Regions from separate parts of the Zea mays genome. Here region 1 is linked to region 2. The links are chromatin contacts, called in public Hi-C maps. All regions are on one chromosome and are shown on one strand. The core of a region is the stretch at or near the end of the contact, and the rest is flanking DNA. Distances in the headings are between cores, read along the strand shown.

Region 1 (3,158 bases), core at 67-2,566, 140 kb before region 2:
TTAGAGTAATTTAATTGTACAACTAGAACATTTTAGGAACTTCTGTGCAAAATCATGCATCAGAAAAAATGGCAAGATCTATGAAGTAACTATATCCAAGCTAACTAACAAATAAAATAGGAAGCACCCAATGTTCCATCTCTATCACGCTTTACATAGAAATGCATACTGAATCTACGTCTGTGATGGAGCAACTGAACAGCGGTTTCAGATCATCACACATACCTTTTCACCTTTAAACATCTTCTCAATCTTCTCCTTGAGCTTCGCAGCCTATAACAAACCAAACAGATCCCAAATTACCACAGGAAGGCGCAATCCCCACACACAAAATGACACAAAAAGAAAAGGCGACAGAGGAGTCACGTCAGCCAATTTAAGGAGCTTCTCCATGGTTTCACCAGTCGCCTGCTGTCTCGAGTAATCCAGAAAGATCCCTTCATACTCACTGCAACCAAACACCGTTCACTTCGGGTAAGCAAACAGAATCCACGCACACGCGGGAGACGAGATGAAATTCGCATAGACGTGAGTCCCTACGCCGTCATTGCCTTGCATCGGTCGGCGTCGGCCATCAGGTCGCGCAGGTGCGTCTTCTGAATCGCGCCGACGTGCGCCTGCATCCACCGAGTGAAAGCAGAAAAAAAAAGGATTGGTGAGCTAATCAGATCATAGGACTCGCCACAATGCGATCGGCGACGGGTTAACGCACCTGGAGGGCCTTCCACTGCTCCGTGCCGCAGATTAGCGCTGCCGACGCCATGGCTTCCGCTACAAGTCTGCGACAACGAAGAGACGACAAACCAAATTAACAGCCACGCGGAAACAACGGAATCGCTAATCAGCAATCAATCCCATCGGAAACACGGACCCAAGCAACCTCCCGATCGAGCTATGGTAACCAACAGGCTGAGGATCGGCGTGACGCGGTGCACACCAAACCGAGAGAGCAAAAAGATCGAGGGGGCGAGGGGGGATTGGGGGACGGGTTAACACCTACCGATAGCGATCGCCGGTCGGGGCTCGGGGGAGACGGATCTGCTTTTCGCCTCCTGGGAGTTCCTCCGGATTTTGTATTGCGGGCTAGCCGTCCCGCCGCTCGTTTGCTTGCCTTTACCCTGTGTGCTGGAAACGGTGGACGGCCGGAAGACGGTGGTGGTACACGTACGCTCCCCGCCCTTTGAATTGGATATTCAGTTGATATGGTTGACGGGGACCCGGGCGGACGTCAAGGCCCCGCAGGACCGGCCAAAGCGCAGACCGCGGCGCGGAAAGGGCGGCCGACAATCAGTAGCCACCGAGATCGGACCACCCCTCGACCTCGATTTGCTTAGGGTTCGTTTCGTTCCAAGACGTTGTTCTATGAATAAGCGGATATAAGTGATGTTTGGTTATTTTTAATAGAAAAAATTGTTCTATCAGATGCTGAATATTACAGTCACAAAAACATATGTTATGAAATGTTTGGCAACGACTAATATGCAAACAGATATTATGTGTAAACGTGTAAACAGGTCTTTTGGTCTATTAGATTTAGATCTAACGACATTATTATATTTAGTATTTAAATCCTCTTACCACCACATCGTGTAGATTTATAAAAAAGTCCGTAACAAACCACGATTACACATACGGTTAGATCTAAATCCAACAGATCAAAATATATGTTTGCATATAATGGCTGCTTGCATATTAGTCGTTGCCGTTATGTTTTCTAAGCTTTATCATTAGTAAATAATTAAGGAGCATTGGTATGTTATATTACTGCTTGATGATTGATGATTACGATGTTAAGGTTAACTTTGATAAGTGTTAATATATTAATTAGTGCATATTTTGTATGCTAATTAGGATAATATTGATCCTGATTAACATATTTTATTTGTAATTTGTGGTTGTCATGATAAGATTAGTGCTAGCATATAATTATGTCGGGGACCATAATTAGGGGTACCCTCAAGACGCCTAATTCTCAGCTGGTAACCCCCATCAGCATAAAGCTGCAAAGGCCTGATGGGTACGATTAAGTCAGGGATCAGTCCACACGAGTGACTCGATCATGCTTCACCCGAGCCTAGCCTCGGCCAAGGGCAGCCGACCTCGAGAGACTTCCGTCTCGCCCGAGGCCCCCTTTTTATGGCGGACACATCACCGGCTCGCCCGAGGCCTTGGCTTCGCTCAGAAGCAACCTTGACTAAATCGCCACACCGACTGACCAAATTGCAGGGGCATTTAACGCAAAGGTGGCCTGACACCTTTATCCTGACACGCGCCCCCGGCAGAGCCGAAGTGACCGCCGTCACTCCACCGCTCCACTAACCAGTCTGACAGAGGGACAGCGCCGCCTGCGCCACTCCGACTGCAGCACCACTCGACAGAGTGAGTCTGACCAGCAGTCAGGTCTTGACAAAGGCGCCACGGCGAACTCCGCTCCGCCCGACCCCAGGGCTCGGACTCGGGCTAAGACCCGGAAGACGGCGAACTCCGCTCCGCCCGACCCCAGGGCTCGGACTCGGGCTAAGACCCGGAAGACGGCGAACTCCGCTCCGCCCGACCCCAGGGCTCGGACTCGGGCTAAGACCCGGAAGACGGCGAACTCCGCTCCGCCCGACCCCAGGGCTCGGACTCGGGCTAAGACCCGGAAGACGGCGAACTCCGCTCCGCCCGACCCCAGGGCTCGGACTCGGGCTAAGACCCGGAAGACGACGAAACTCCGCCTCGCCCGACCCCAGGGCTCGGACTTTGCCTCGGCCGAACGACTTCCGCCTCGCCCGACCCCATGGCTCGGGCTCGGCCACGGCAACAGAAGACAGACTCGACCTCGGCTTCGGAGGAACCCCCACGTCGCCCTGCCTAGGGCACAGACCGCCACGTCAACAGGAAGCGCCATCATCATCCTACCCCGAATCGACTCGGGTCACGGAGAACAAGACCGGCGTTCCATCCGGCCAGCTCCGCCAGAGGGGCAATGATGGCGCCCCACAAGCTCTATGACGACGGCGGCCCCCAGCTCTCTTACGGAAGCAGAACGACGTCAGCAGGGACTCGACCGCTCCAACAGCTGTCCCTCCGCCAGGCTCCGCCGCACCTCCGACAGCCACGACATCACACCAGCAGGGTGCCCAGATCTCTCCGGCTGCCACATTGGCATGTACCTA
Region 2 (3,085 bases), core at 12-2,511:
ATGATAATCTTCCTCGCAGCCTCAAAAGCCACCCCATCGCCCATCTTGCAATAATATCAAAATGATACAATTCCTTATCGCACCGGTACAGGCGTCAAGATGTGGATTACACAACAAGCAGCTCTTTCTGCAGCCTCAAAAATAGTTCAATTCCACTAACTGCAAAAAAAAAAAGCTGTAACCTGTAAAGTCGCTCCAGAGGTATGAACAAAGGAATATTTCGTTAGATTAAGGCGACGCAAACATAAAACATGCTAGCTTGTCCACAAATTTACTCACAAGCTATCCGATATGCACCCACACGTAACATATAGAACTCTAATCCCAAAACTAGAAGTAAACAGAACAGAAAAAAAGGCAAATGATCAGAAGACTAATGGCTACCGCGCGAACAGGACTTCGCCCCCCACCCACCCAAAAAAAGGTAATTCTACGAATCGAATCCCAAAAGGGGCCGAAGTTGACGTGAAGGTGAAGCTCTAAAGGAAATCAGAACACAGGCCGGATTTAGCGGTCGCCAAATCAACAGATTGAACGGATTGGAGCGCCATTCCAGAAATTAGAGGGCGGTATGGATTCGCCTGCTCCAATCAACGAAAACGAAGACAAGGATCGAGCTCATCTTACAACGATCGATCCAATCCAAGCACGACGGGGTCCCTTACCACAGCGGATGAACAATCGGAAGCCCGGACGGATCGGCGCACCCCGGTCCAGCAGCAGAGAGAGCGCCAGAGACGACAAGCGGAAGGAGGCTCGAGGATGCGTGCGGCGGCGCGGTCAGGAGCGCGGGCTCTGGCCGGCATGCGCGAAGGCAGAGGGAGGCGCAAGCGCAAGCGGACGGGGGGGGGGGGGGGGGGGGGGGGAGGTCGGATGGCGAGTCCGGGGCACGCTGGAAGTTCGGGATGGTAATGGATGATGGGGAGAAATTAGCTTATGAGAAAATCTATGATGATTTTACTTGTAAGGTTTACTTTAACGAGATAGATTTGATTAAAAATAACTTTTGTTTCTGCCACTGCAAATCGCCGGTCCCGGTCAGCCATCCATGCCCATAGATCCAATCCAATGGACCGAATTTTCGCCGACATCCATTGCCAACACACGTGGACTGGGGTGTGACACGCCGGCACCTGCCAGTTCACGTCTCAATTCGTTCGTCGGCTCAATCCTCCAAAATATCTCTCTCGCCATCAGTCCCATAATTTGATTAATTGAGGCAGGAAATTTTTCGTCTTTTTCCAAAACTTCAATAAACCTTGGGAGAGTGGTGAGATGCCGAAATGCGTGTTCTTGACGAATGTTCGAGATATGACCCGTTCGCAGACACGACTACACGAGGAGCTTGGATGTGCGGAAAAAACGATAAAAACTCTACTCGATGAAAGGATAGTTAGCTTCTAAAATTAATTAAAGATAATCAAACAATCTAGATAATTATTTATCTATTAGATATTTTTAACAAATTAATTATTAGTTAGTCAAATATTTATTAACTAGCTAATTTCACTAGTAAATTTTCAGACAACTACATATTATGAAAGAGTCTCTAATCGAGTTAGTTAGTTAGTTAGTTGTGGTTAAAAAAACTTTTTCGTCGGTCCCACGATACAACACGGGTCTAAGGTTTAGTCTCGGTCATAGTCGTTTCTAACATGGGCTACGGTGCTGTGTATGAGCGGGACAGAAGTTCAAAGATTTAGGCTACGATGCTGTGTATGAGCGGGACAGAAGTTCAAAGATTTTCTAGCCTACCTAACAGGGAGCTATCTTATTCCCTAGAGGTCGAGTTCTTTTAGCCAACTACATATTAGTGTACCGCTCCAACTTCCAAACATATATATATAATCCAACTTGCATGCAGCGGCCATGGCTGTGTAGATTCCTGTGTCCTGCAACGTCAGAACAGCAGCAGCGGCTGCTGCCGTAGAAGATTCACAGCGAACAAGTTCGAGCAATTAAGGTATGTTTATTTACCCTACAAATTATTAAGTGAATTATGTAATTTAGATATCTAAATTATAATAATTTATGAACATTGATTATATAATATATAAGTTGGATTATATAATTCTGGAATAAAATAAATAAAGACTAACTAATTCTCTATATATATATATATATATATTATCAAATTTACGTCTTCAAATATGTTTTTTATAATTTACTAAAAATAAAAATTATACGATATAATTAGCCTAATAATATTTATCTAGTATCTTAATGTTAACATGTTCATATGTAATTGATCAAAGTTAAGATTATTTCTCTTCCCAAAATGTAATATAAAGACTTATCTTAGAATGCGTGAGTATCCATCACCAACAAGAAGTTATATATTTAAGTCCTAAAAATTAAAATAGAATCTAATTTAAAGTATTTAAAGTCACAAAAATATTTGCAACTCTAAAGTTGAGTCTCATGTCATATTATTTGAAAATATATCATGTTATTTAGAAAATAAAAGATTAGAAATACTATACAAAACGAGAGGATAGGGCTGAGCCTATATTTAGGACAGGAGATGCCAAATCCTATAATTATTTGATATTTTTTTGTGAAATTAGACCTCTATTTAAGCAAGGTGTTGTTTGGTTCAAGAAATGTAACGCAAATGGTAATGGTAATGGTTTACGCTCGATTACTGACGGTAACAAATTTAAATAAGCTGGTATCAAATTTTAGTGTGGTATCTGATTACGGTTGGACTAAAACAAACATGATTTAACGTTATCAGTTACCCATTACGTTACAAATATGTGAAACAAACGACACCCAAGTTGCTGGTGTTACTATATTTTAAAACACAACTTCGTTTAGAACTCTAACGGCTCAACCTCATGATTAGTTAAAGTGACTTATGGCACTTTTTTCAGATTTCTAATTTCTCAGATAAAGAGAGATTATTCATGTGTGGAAAAGGTATATATCAATGGCTACTTCGAGTCTCCGACCTTCAATTATTTGATGTGATCAAATTAACACGAGTTTCCATCTGAAAAAGAAGAGACAGATGACAAGCAAGTATTGTTCCACAGGGCAAGTTCCAGGCGGGGGTTTTTTTTTTGACTCAGGAGCACAGGTT

The links. A called contact is a pair of places that touch in the nucleus more often than the background predicts.
Region 1: a contact with region 2 is called in a Hi-C map of endosperm, with 3 times the contacts expected there. The contact joins the promoter of LOC542313 here to the promoter of LOC103644091 in region 2. A contact is called at or near these places in 6 of 25 Hi-C or Micro-C datasets (bundle sheath, ear, endosperm and 2 more) and 2 of 3 datasets of contacts at active chromatin or transcription factors (leaf and seedling).

The regions. Positions count from the first base shown.
Region 1 is chr1:289,854,320-289,857,477 of Zm-B73-REFERENCE-NAM-5.0, reverse strand. LOC542313 (phosphohexose isomerase 1) reads right to left here and starts at 1,316. Exons shown (of 24, transcript NM_001111898.2): 1 at 1,001-1,316; 2 at 713-779; 3 at 541-617; 4 at 367-448; 5 at 226-273. The coding sequence starts at 763.
Region 2 is chr1:289,715,690-289,718,774 of Zm-B73-REFERENCE-NAM-5.0, reverse strand. LOC103644091 (Erythronate-4-phosphate dehydrogenase family protein) reads right to left here and starts at 1,261. Exons shown (of 3, transcript XM_020546981.2): 1 at 666-1,261; 2 at 1-159. The coding sequence starts at 44.